Linked DNA regions of Sus scrofa: all the other regions are linked to region 2. Evidence: chromatin contacts called from public Hi-C and HiChIP or PLAC-seq data. All regions are on one chromosome and are shown on one strand. The core of a region is the stretch at or near the end of the contact, and the rest is flanking DNA. Distances in the headings are between cores, read along the strand shown.

Region 1 (4,041 bases), core at 1,285-3,784, 170 kb after region 2:
TTAAAAGTTCTGCACAGATAAATTTTAAAATTCCTTAAGATTATGTGTAAGTGTTTTTTGGTTATTTTAATTGTGTCTTTTCTTACATTATGTCTTCTAATTTTTGCATATATATGTGAATGTTGGTAATCTTTGTATGTTAAGTTTTAACCTCTTTATTAAATTTCCTTATTGTTTGTAGTAATTTTTTCCCCATTGATTCCTTATGGGTTTTCTTGGAATGTAATTTTATAATCTGTATTTAGAAATAGTATTCCATTTCACTTCATATACCATAGATTGCTGTAGCTTAATAATTGCAACACAGTAGTTGAGACAGTGAGCATTTTTTTTCCCCCCGCCTGGAGTTTAGTAGGAAAGCCTTTAGTGTTTTCTCATTAAGGAAAACTCTGGCTTTTGGGCTGAGATACTTATATTATTTATATTTTATTATTCTGGGGGAAAATATTATTTAGTATTTTTAACATGAAATTGCTGAATTTTGTCAGATGTCTTTTCTGTGTCTCCATATGGAGGTGGTCATATGATTTTTATCCTTTTGCTCCATTAGTATGACTGAATTTATTAATGCATTTCCTATTTTTGAAATATTCCTGTCTTCATACAATAAATTTCATTGGGTCATGATAAATTACTCTTTTGGTGTGCTGTTAGATTCTGTTTGTGTGTACGCTTTCCAAGATTTTGTATTGATATTTGTAAGTGAGATGGTCTGTAGTTTTCTTTTTTGGTGTAGTCTTTCTCAGGTCTTCAAATCAATGTTGTGCTCACTTCATTAAATTGGAAATTTCCTTTCTTTTTCTATGCTTTGGAATGATATAATTAGTATTGATTATCATGTGATCTTTAAAGTTTTGTTAGAATTACCTTATGAAATCAATTGGGTCTGTTGACTATTTTTTTTTTTTTTTTAGAAGAGTCCCTTAACTCCTTTCTCTATTTCTCTTGTGATAAGTGGTCTGTGCTAAATTTTCTGTCTCTATAATGTAAGCTGTATTCTTTTGAAAATTATCCCTTCAAATTTATTTGAGTAGAGTTGTGCAAATATAGTTTTACATTAAAATTTCTTCTGTTTTGATGGTTTGTGATTTCATTCTTTTTTTATTCATGATTAGGTTCACTGGGTTGGTCTGATTTGTTGATTTAAAAAAAAAGATGTGTCTTGGGATTTATTCATTCCACTAATTTTCTCTTGTCTTGGGATTTATTCATTTCATTAATTCTCTGTTTTCATTAAATATAAAAGCATTCCTTTCATATTTAATGATTTATTTCTTCTGTTTCTTTTGATTTAATTTATTGTTTTTCTAGCTTTTTGTATTTTGCACTTGTTTCATTTATTTTATTGAGGTAATTATTTCATGCTATTAATGTTTCTCTAATGACTGATACAGCTGTATCTCACATATTCTGATGTTTTCCTTGCCATTTTAAAGAAATTCTGCTGTTTTATTTTAATATTTTCCCTTTGATCCAATAGTTTTTTAGTGGTGCATTTTTTAAAAAGTTTCCAGATGTAGTCTTTTTTATTTTTAAAAATTTGCTTTTAATTTTTAATTTTATTACACTTCATTTAGGTAAATCTTTTTTTTTTTTTTTTTTCTCCATTTGGTCATGCCTGTGGCATGAGAAAGTTCTGGGGCCAGGGATCAAACCCATGCTGCAGCAGTGACAGTGCCTAATTCTTAACTTCTAGGCTACCAGGGAACTCTACTGAGATTTTATTTGTGGCTTAATATATGGTTAGTTTTCTTGAGTGTTTCATGTACTCTTAGAAAGAAAGCATATTCTCTTTTATTAGGGTTCTCAGTTTTACACACAGACTCCTTATTAACCAAGTTGGTTATGTACTTTAAGGCCTCATATTGTTTTTCACCTTTCTTAAATTGAGAGGTATGTTAGTGTCCTACTTTTTAATTTGTTACAGTCTCTTCTCACATCTCTTATAGTTTCTGCTTTATAAAAGTTTGTTGCTAAAGTTTGGGGTCTATAAATATTAATGTTATATCTACATTTTGAACTATAGTTTTTAGCGTAAAGCACAAATTGTAAGTGTAGAATTCAATTAATTTTCTGTTTTATTTTCCATGGTGAATGGTGGTTTTTTTGTTTGCTTTTGTTTTTTGTTTTTGGCTGCTTTGCTGAGAAGTCAATCTTAAGTGAATTTCCCCTTGATTGTAAATGAATACTCCTGAGAAGGACTTTGGTAGCAGTATATAGATCATCTCTTAAGCTGCTAAGCAAACTGCTGCACTTTAGATCTGCTCTAGACAGTTTGATGTTTTTGTTGAATTTTCTACATTCTTCTAGGGAGGCAGTCTACATCTGCATTCATTAATCTGATTAATTGTTTAAGCTTTTCGAATTAAAATTTATTTAGCAACTTGTTATCCTTCCTAGAGGAGAAATTAAATTTATACATGTTAAGAGTTTCCATTTCTCATCTTTAGCTTTTTATCAAGTAGTGCAAAAGTCAACAGGAAGAGACATCTCCTTCGTCAGGAGTGTAAAAACAGGAAGGAGGAAGTCTATTGCAAATCTGTGTTAGCTGATTATCAGTTCAGGTTTCACCATAGAGGATGTCCATTAACGATCATCATTATGCTTTGTTGTTAACCAATTTCAGTGAGTGTTAATGTCAATATTACAGAATGTCAGTCCTAGTTATAGGAAGTAATGTTAACTAACAAACTGCACTAGACTCTTTCCTGTGCAGGGAAACAGGATATTATTAGTGAGTACAAGTCTGAGAAATTGTGCATAGAGGAAAAACAAGGCAAGTAAAATTCAACATCAGAAATGTATGGAAAGCCATCCTTTATTTTTTGACTTTGATTTATCTTGATACTTTGATAGATTGTATGATTCTTTAAGATATGATTGTTTCCTTTTTTTTAAATTAAAGTATATTAACTCTGTCATTTAAAATATTGTTTGACAGAATGTCTTCAGTTGAATTAGAGGAAACACCTGGGCATTACTTAATAAAACATTTAAGAGTGCATATGGCAAACTAGATGAAATATTTATGGGAAAAGAGTGAATATTTTGTAAACAAAAAAAATCTTAATCATTCTGTAATGAAAAAAATTGAATTCTGTGTTTATACGTTGTTAGAGTTGCTAGAAACTCTCCATTACTTGACAGCTACAAAATACCTACTTGGTTTAGATACTTAACAGTGATATTTTAGGACATTTATCCTGAATTCTTTACTTAGCTATTCAATATTGTGGAAGTTTTGAAAAAGCAAAAATGTTGTATGAAAGCTAGATGGCATTATATTATTATCGCTTATTATCCTAGAGACTTGTTTGACATGTTCGTTTCCTCAAGGGTCTATTTAATTAAACTATGACTTTATTTTTGGATTTTTTTTTATATCATGGCATAGATAGAAAGTTAGAATGAGGTTTGAGATGATCATTATTGTGGTATAACCTCTTCATTTGGGAAGACATGCTCTAATGTATTGGTCAGATAAGGTGATTTGTCAACTCCTTATAATTGTAAGGAATTTGTGTGTATGTTTGTGTATGTGTAGGTGTGTGCATACATGTGCATGTATATCTTAGTTACAGATTTTTGTTTATTTTAGTTGTAATTACTAAACCAACTTGAATGAACTTATGGAAAAAAATAGTGTACGGTTACTGGGTATCTCACAGCAATCCTACTTCTCAAAAGACTAGAAGAAAGAAAGAAGTGATAGTATTTCTTTCCATTTCTCCATGTTTCTCTCTGTCTTCTTCGTTCTCTGAAGTCTGGCTTTCTCTCCTTCTCTCTGTACTTGAGGAGGATGACCACCTACAGCTTCCATATGTCAGTCAAGCGCATACAGATGGCTGTGTCTGAATTCCAGTTCAAAATTCCTGAAAGAGCTGTCTAACTGAACTATCTTGAATCAGTTGTACGCTTCTGGTGCAAAGTACTGTTGGTCAGAAGAGGCCATATTGCTTGTCCAGCCTTGTGAATGGTCAGTGGTTCTTAGAGACAAAGAATATATTGTAGTTGTGTTTGTACAGTTTTCTGGGGCGAAGA
Region 2 (3,702 bases), core at 156-2,655:
TCCCTCTCTAGGCTCCTTCACACCTACTCATTTTTCAAACATCACATACTTCTTCCTAGCACATACATAAGTCACTGTATTAAATTTGTTTCCAGCCACTTCGAGGACAGGAACAAAATCTGTCTTGTACACTGCTGGCACACAGTAGGTGCTCAACAAAAAAGTGCAGACTTAAACTTGAATCCAGGCCATCCGGCTTCCAGCCCACTCTTCCTACTGCCGTTCTGCTGCAGTCGGAGAAATAATTCCAAGAGGCAAATAAAAACGCTGAATAGAAAAAGCCGGGAAGTCCTCTCATTTCCACGGTTCATGGAGGACCTTAGCAGAAACCGCTCACCGCGAGGTGTGACTACCGCAGGAGGGCGTCAATCAAGAAAATGCCCCCTTGCCCCGCAGGCGAGTGGAGCTGCACAGAACCGAAGCCACACCGGGTAGCGTCAAGGCTTCAATAGAAAACACGTGCAAAACGGCAAAAGCGGGGCTGCGCGCAGCTGTGATCCCCCTGGACCCGGGGATAGGGGACCAGGAGCAGCTCCTAATGGGTCGGAGAAAATCGCACAGCTTTTGGCTGACGCCGTAGGACTCAGGCCTTCCCTTAATTCCTGCCGGAAGGGACTTCTGCCAGCGTCCCCGGGAAGTGGCTGAGTCCCGGGGACCACAAGTGAAACAAGGTAGAGAGGCCAAGAGTCCAGAACACCTGAAGTCTAGTTATCCTTACCCCACTGGGCAGGCAAGGGCCGTGGATCTCTCTCGTTGGAGCTGCCCCAGGATCCCAAGGCACTCTCTCCCACCGCGAGCTCCCCTAGACGCCCGGGGCAACAGCCTGTGCCACCGTTACTCCAGGGAGCGCGCCGACCAGGGAGGGTGCTCTCGGGCCTGCGAAGCCGCAGTCCTGCCAGTGACCTCTACGCCTGCAGAGCCCGAGTCCAGCCGTCCCTTCCCTGGGGCAGCTGCAGCCACCCCAGGTCCGGGCTCCGACCAGTGCACCCGGGTTTCGGTGGAGGTGTGTTCCCACCGGGGCTACAGCCGCTTGAATCCGCCTTCCAGGCAGCTGCTTGCCTCACGCCTCGCTCGACGGACGCGGCCCTGGGCTTCCTTCGAGGGTGTCCCGGACTTCTTTCGAGGGCGTCACGGGCCGGGGTGCCTGGAGCCCCGAGCGTGCGGGCAGCTGGGCACGGGGGCGCAGGGTCCTCGGAGGCTGGAAGCGGGCTGGTCCCGAGGGCGGGGAGCTCAGCCGACGGGGGCGGGCCAAAGGTGGGGGCGGGAGGCGGCTCCCGGGGCTCCGCGCCATTGGCCGCAGGGCCTGGCGGCAGGAAGGGGCCAGAGTGCCCGGCCCCACCCCGCGGCCGACAGAGCCTATCGCCGGGAGCGCGGAGCGCGGATAAATGTAGCGCCGCGGCGCGGGCCGGCAGCTCTCCGAGGGGCCGGAGCGCGGCAGAGCCATGCAGTACCCGCACCCCGGTCCCCCAGCTGGCGCCGTGGGGGTGCCGCTGTACGCGCCCACGCCGTTGCTGCAGCCTGCGCACCCGACGCCGTTCTACATCGAGGACATTCTGGGTCGCGGGCCCGCCGCGCCCACCCCCACGCCCACGCTGCCGTCCCCCAACTCCTCCTTCACCAGCCTCGTGTCCTCCTACCGGACCCCGGTGTACGAGCCCACGCCGATCCACCCCGCCTTCTCGCACCACTCCGCTGCCGCGCTGGCCGCCGCCTACGGACCCAGCGGCTTCGGGGGCCCTCTGTACCCCTTCCCGCGGTCGGTGAATGACTACACGCACGCCCTGATCCGCCACGACCCCCTGGGTAAGGCGGCCGGGGTCATGGCGGGGCCGAGCCGGGGCGGCGGAGAGGAAGGCGCCACCCGGCAGGTGGCAGCGCCCAGGAGGCGGCGGGGGCGGAGGGGGAGGCAATAGAAAGTTGTGGCAAAAGCGATTGAAAAGCGGCTGTCGGGCGCGCGCGGGGAACGGGAGGCGCGGGCCCCGGCGGCGCGCGGCCCAGACTGACCGCACTGTGACTCAGATTGGTTTTCCTGCACCTTGCAGGCGTCGGGGCAAGCAGGCCCCGGCCAGACCTCGGGCGCTGCCGCCAGGGCCGACGGACGAAGGAGTCCTGGGGGCCCGTGTCGCCCGGGTGGGGCTCCCTGAGCTGGGGGGACTGGGAAGGGAGTGCCAAGGCCCCCCAGGCCACTCGTGCGGGGCAAGGGTAGTTCCCGGGCCGGGTGGTTACGGGGCTGGACCTAGTTCAACAAGCTTGTGCAGTGAAAGAGCCTGACCCTTTCCGTTCATACAGGAAATCTTGAGTTCTCGATAGGAGTAAATCTGGTTTCAGAAGCTGTTAAGTGTTTTCCTGGCTGCATGAAGCAGACCCTTCCCCCGGAGTAGTGCACGCTGCTGATTATTTTATCGACATCCTCAATACAGACAAATTCAGGAAACACTCGACTTCTGATAGCCGGGATCCGTTTTTCTGATATTGTTCATTTCCTCTGTGTGGGATGTGACTTTATGGCAGCTAAAATAACCAGTTGCTTCCTTTTTTTTTTTTTTGAGGCTGTTTTGAACCGGTCTGAATCCTGACGTAAGCAAAATCTCGAAAAAACAATGCCAGCTTTCAAAGCGTGTAGCGCAGGCCTTGCAGACCCATGGACGGACGGACTGACCGACACGTCTTTGGAGTAGGAAGGGCAGCGCGGACACGTTGGCCATATAGAGTTTACAGGACTTGTCCCCTCAGTACATGGCCAAAGAAATAAGCGTGATCCACGCTCCGGGTGGCCCTTGGCGCCTCTGGCATCTGAAGCCTGGGGTAAATAAAACCGGGCTCCTTGCCTTGGGTCACCAAGGTTTTAAATCTAACCTCTGTTATCAGCAGCTTCTGCAGGCACCCGGCAGACAACTAACATTTCAATTAATTGACTTTGTAATGTCATTATTATGGTGCAGCCCCTAGCGCTCCACTTTTCTACTTTGCTACAGAGATTTGGGGGAGTTTATATTTTAGGATTTTTTTTTTTTAGAGTTATTATATTGTGTTTTTGATCCCGCCTTCGAGGGTTTGGTGCCACAGGCCTGTCGTCACTCTCTTCGCCTGCTGGGGCTGAAGGCGGACTCTCAGCCGGGTTGGGCCGGACCTGGGGGCGAGCATTTTCACTGAGCGCGCCCTGGGTTTCCTTGGGTTACTGCTGGGACTGTGCAGGAGGAAGCAAAGGGTTTTTCGAGATAGACCAACAGGAAACACATTGACGGAAATGTTGCCATAGCCCACGGGGTGGCTTTTACTGGCCGCCCCCACGAGCCGGGTGTGAAATCAGAGAAGGCCGCGGCGCCCTCCAGGCAGGATTGAAAGCTACGCGCGCGCGCCCTGAAGCCCGCGCCCGGGCGGGAGGGTTTCCCTCGCACCCTGGAGGTGGTCTCCTGGTCCCGGCGCCGCCCCGGCAGCAACGCGCCTGACTAGTGCGACAAACCCGCTCCTCCTCAACGTAACACCCACTTGATCTTTGGAAAGTGCGCTCCCCCAAGAGAGAGGGCCCAGAGGAGCAAAAAGTTGTGTATAAATTCTGAGAGCGACTGGTTAAAAAGATCATGGTGATTTTAAGCTCAATTTATAGTCGATGTTCTTCTGGGAATCAAAACGGTTATATTTAGCTATGGGCGTGATGGTTGTGTGTGTCTGGGAGTGTACAGTGTGATCTATGTGCATAGG
Region 3 (4,212 bases), core at 14-2,513, 130 kb after region 2:
TGACTCTGCTTCCTGTATGTCTCATCCTCCTTGGACCAGCAAGCTAGCCGGGAATATTTTTCTCAGGTGATGGTAGAGGTGTAAGAGGGCAAACAGCAGCAAGAGAGGCCTTACAAAGCCCAGGCCTGGAGCTCACAAACTGTCATGTATCACTGGCCTGCAGAAGTCACAGGGCTAAGCCCAAAGCCCTGGGGCATGGAGGGACACTCAGTGTGGCACTGACAAGTGTAAGGGTGCACAGAGAAGTGAAAAACTGATGCAGTTTATGAAGCATGCCTGTGGTTATATGAATATTACATTTTGAGGAGAAAGAACTTCCCGTTTCTTTTCAGAACAATATTAACAAATCTGATAAAAACTTAAAAAAATAGATTCATACAGAAGAATGTCACTAGTCCTCCCTCTCTTTCCAGTACTGGGCAAGAAAGCATGAGGTTAAACTCAGAATTCAGGAAGATCTAGTACAAATGGTAATGGGAATTATGTATCCATTTAATTTTTTAGGCCTCCTTGGGACTGGCTGGCTGGTCTCCACATTTTTCCTTTATATTTTAGGCCTCTACTCCTTTCACACTTTTTTCCTCTCGGTGGCAACCAGCCCCCTTAACATGCTGGCGTCTTCGTGCTTTCTCCCTCCACATCAAAATCTCTCCTGCAGAAAGGATCTAGCAAACTCATTCACAGTGAGGCATAAGTGGCTGGTTTAAGGATTAAAATTAAGCCATTTCCAGGAGCATCTGTCTTTGAACAGGAGACAAAAAAAGGAATGGCTCTTTAACGGAGGAACGTCACACCTTTGTGAGTAAGGTGGCAAGTGACAGGGATGGGGAACCAAGGTGCTTGTCCAGTGACCTCAAAATCATATCCTATAGGATTGTTACACACATATTTTTTCTGAGTAAGTTAACTGCTTGGGTTTGTGGGCAAGGGTGTCGTTGCAGGAATAATTAGGAGCATAGCTCTAATGGCGCAGTTAGCATAAATAACATTAAAATATGTGCCCTAACAAGTCCGTTGTAATTTAATAACTTTTTATAGTGTAATTTTTCTAATCCCTATCAAAGTTTGCTGTTACTGTCTTTGAGAAACAAGCAAATAAATATAGCAGGCATTGGGCAGGAACTTTCTGAACTGTGTCAAGGTTAATAATAAGTAAAATGTTATAAGCAGAGACAGGACAGCAACAGCTGTGCAACATTCTTGGAAGCCAGGATTTTGATAGCATGAGCTCAGACAGTGAGCTCAGTTTTTTGCTGCTACTTTGGATGAAGAGAGAACCCTTGTCATAATTATAGGGAAAACGACATTTCTCTTATAAATTACAACTGTTTTGCACTGAAAATCTGATGTCTGTGGCTGGAAAATCAGGAGCAATGTTGGAAGAGGACGCAGATCAAACCTATGAGAATGTCCTGGCTGAGATCCAGTCCTTCGAGCTGCCCATTGAAGCTACTTTAAGGTAAGTCTCCTTTATATTTTCTGGTTTCTTCTTTGGTAGGTATAAGGTAGTCTTATGCACTTCTTTTTATACTTTTCTTCTTTGTATACTTATTTTTATAAAGAATAAAAAATAATTTTTGAAAAATAGTTACAGTTCTTTATATACCTAATCTCAAAATTTTATCCTTAAATGAATGACAATAAATAAAAAATCCACTTTTTTGCATTGTATTTGTTTCAGGATTCATCATCACAAGATCCAAAAATAGAAATGACTTTCAAGTGGTCAAAAAGGGCCGCATGCCAACTCCAGATGGATATTCCGTCTTATTTATATCAGGTTTCAATTATTTTCTCTAAGATGTTGCCTAGTGAAAAACATCAAGAACAATTAGATGTATCAATGAAACTCATTTATATTTGTGTGGACGTCAGTTGTAGGGGAAGAACGCAGAATGCTTATTTGCATTGTTGTTGCTCTTGGGTATATGGTGGCCTCTTGGATGTATTTTTTTTTATTTCTACATAAGATTTAAAAATAACTTCTTTGGTAGGATGGGGATTAATATGCATAGTTCAAGGGCAGGATTAAGATGAAAGACCATGTATCTCTGTGCTAAATGGACACTTTTAAAGTTTAATTATTTTGGAGTTCCTGTGGTGGTGCAGCTGAAATGATTCTGACTAGGAGCCATGAGGTTGCTGGTTTGATCCCTGCCTCGCTCAGTGAGTTAAGGATCTGGCATTGCCTTGAGCTGTGGTGTAGGTCACAGATGCGGCTCAGATCTGGCATTGCTATGGCTATAGCACAGGCAGCTGTATTTCCGATTAGACCCCTAGTCTGGGATTTGCCATATGCCGTGGGTGTGGCCCTAAAAAGAAAAAAAAAATTTGTCTGTCTGCCTTTATCTGATACCTATCAGTGTGGGAACAGGATAGTGACAGTCAATAAATATTTGTTGACTAATATTTGTAGATTAAGTGAAAGGATTTCTTTCTTTTTTCTTTTTCTTTCTTTTTTTTTTTTTTTTTGGTGTTGTCTTTTCATTCTCAAAAAGATCCAGGGTCAAATGCTTTGAAATTCTATAATTTCGGTCTGAATACATTTCTCCTGAATGTTTCAATTTGATTTTGCATTAAATAAATTTTGAATCTTTCCAAAGGGCCTAAAGTAATGTTGGGGGTATGGGAAGCTAATGGTATTTACTGGTTGATTCTTGGATTATCAACATGTAGATGCGGTTGCAAAATAATTACAACTCTATTATAACTGTTCTTTTCACTTTCATTTTATTTGAGCATCGTAGACATCCATGAAAAAAGACAGGTAATTTTTACCTTATTCAATAAGTAGAAGAAACCAAAGCTTTTCACAAGGGCTTGGTCATTTTTTCCAAAGGAAACAGACTTTATACTGTCTAGCATCTTCTAAAACTTGTGCATCTGTCTGGCAGCTAGGTCAGAAGTCTACAGGGAAATGTGAGAAGGGGATAAAGGGAACCTGGCCATGTGTTAATTACCATGGCCTCTGCTGCCATTGCTGCTTCAGAGCCCTTAGTCTTTGACCCCTGACCCTTTCTACTTCTCCCTTGGTCTCACAATCCTGGCTAACATCTACAGACTTCATCCATCCTTGGAACTATCGGCTAGTCTTGCCCTGGTACTGGACCTGACTTCTTGCTTTGGTTCTTGGATCTGTCCCATCCTCTGTTCTGAGGGAAAATATCCAGAAGCTTATACTTGGTCTTCCTAAAGAAATGAACCTGTTTAGATCTAGCAGTCCCAGTACCCTCCCAGCATCACAAGGGTAGACACTGCATAAATATTTCCTCCAGGTGCTGCCTGTTATCATTACCACTGGACCTGGAATGCCCACTGTTAGCTTCATGTTTGGGTTATTGAACAAGGAGTGAGGGCAGTCTTTTCCAAAGGCTACTGTTAAAACACTCCAATGTTGGAGTTCCTGTCGTGGCTCAGTGGTTAACGAATCCGACTAGGAACCATGAGGTTGCGGGTTCGATCCCTGGCCTTGCTCAGTGGGTTAAGGATCCGGCGTTGCCGTGAGCTGTGGTGCAGGTTGCAGACATGGCTTGGATCTCGTGTTGCTGTGGCTCTGGCGTAGGCCGGTGGCTACAGCTCCGATTAAACCCCTAGCCTGGGAACCTCCATATGCTGTGGGAATGGCCCTAGAAAAGGCAAAAAGACAAAAAACAAAACAAAACAAAAAAAAACAACACTCCAATGTTGTTTTGGAAGATACACACAGGGTTCATAACAAGCCTTTATTTAGGACAATATTTGCCCAAATTAGTTTTCCTAATTTTTAAAAAATATTTTTTCGGAGTTCCCATCATGGCTCAGCAGTTAACGAACCCAACTAGCATCCGTGAGGACGTAGGTTCGATCCCTGGCCTCGTTCAGTGGGCTATGAGGATCTGGTGTTGCCGTGAGCTGTGGTGTAGGTCACAGATGCGGCTCAGATCCCGCATTTCTGTGGCTCTGGCGTAGGCCGGTGGCTACAGCTCCTATTGGACCCCTACCTGGGAACCTCCATGTGCTGTGGCCCTAGAAGAGACAAAAAAAAAAAAAAAAAAAAAAAAAAAAATTTATTAGATGAAGCTTTCTGAGGCTGGCATTCCATGCCTTTCTGTACATCCTTATGCATGTCATTGATATTCCAGTGTCAACTATTCTATTTCACCGCTCTTATGGAACATATCTGCTCACATGGTCAAATGTGAAGGCAGGAAAATAAAGACAGGACTTCCGTTT

The links. Hi-C and Micro-C count contacts between places; a contact is called where the count stands out from the background. HiChIP or PLAC-seq counts read pairs in DNA pulled down with a chosen protein or histone mark.
Region 1: a Hi-C map of retroperitoneal adipose tissue shows a contact between it and region 2, with 1.7 times the contacts expected there. The contact joins the enhancer-like site here to the promoter of HHEX in region 2. A contact is called at or near these places in 1 of 5 promoter capture datasets (liver), 10 of 47 Hi-C or Micro-C datasets (alveolar macrophages, blood, embryonic fibroblasts and 6 more) and 2 of 2 datasets of contacts at active chromatin or transcription factors (alveolar macrophages and skeletal muscle).
Region 3: a contact with region 2 is called in an H3K27ac HiChIP or PLAC-seq map of skeletal muscle, with 6 times the contacts expected there. The contact joins the promoter of EXOC6 here to the promoter of HHEX in region 2. A contact is called at or near these places in 1 of 5 promoter capture datasets (liver), 5 of 47 Hi-C or Micro-C datasets (blood, mesenteric adipose tissue, retroperitoneal adipose tissue and 2 more) and 2 of 2 datasets of contacts at active chromatin or transcription factors (alveolar macrophages and skeletal muscle).

What each region holds. Positions count from the first base shown.
Region 1 is chr14:104,365,572-104,369,612 of Sscrofa11.1, forward strand. The region is part of intron 1 of EXOC6 (exocyst complex component 6); the gene reads left to right. Among named protein-coding and RNA genes, the nearest start is that of EXOC6, 41 kb to the left of the region's middle. Within about 2 kb of position 2,535, at least 11 of the 83 cell types and tissues checked have an H3K27ac peak or open chromatin away from gene starts, as enhancers often do. A contact at or near this core is called in alveolar macrophages and retroperitoneal adipose tissue, where this site is marked.
Region 2 is chr14:104,193,019-104,196,720 of Sscrofa11.1, forward strand. HHEX (hematopoietically expressed homeobox) reads left to right here and starts at 1,406. Exons shown (of 4, transcript NM_001244579.1): 1 at 1,406-1,803. The coding sequence starts at 1,443.
Region 3 is chr14:104,325,680-104,329,891 of Sscrofa11.1, forward strand. EXOC6 (exocyst complex component 6) reads left to right here and starts at 1,264. Exons shown (of 23, transcript XM_021073792.1): 1 at 1,264-1,459. The coding sequence starts at 1,347.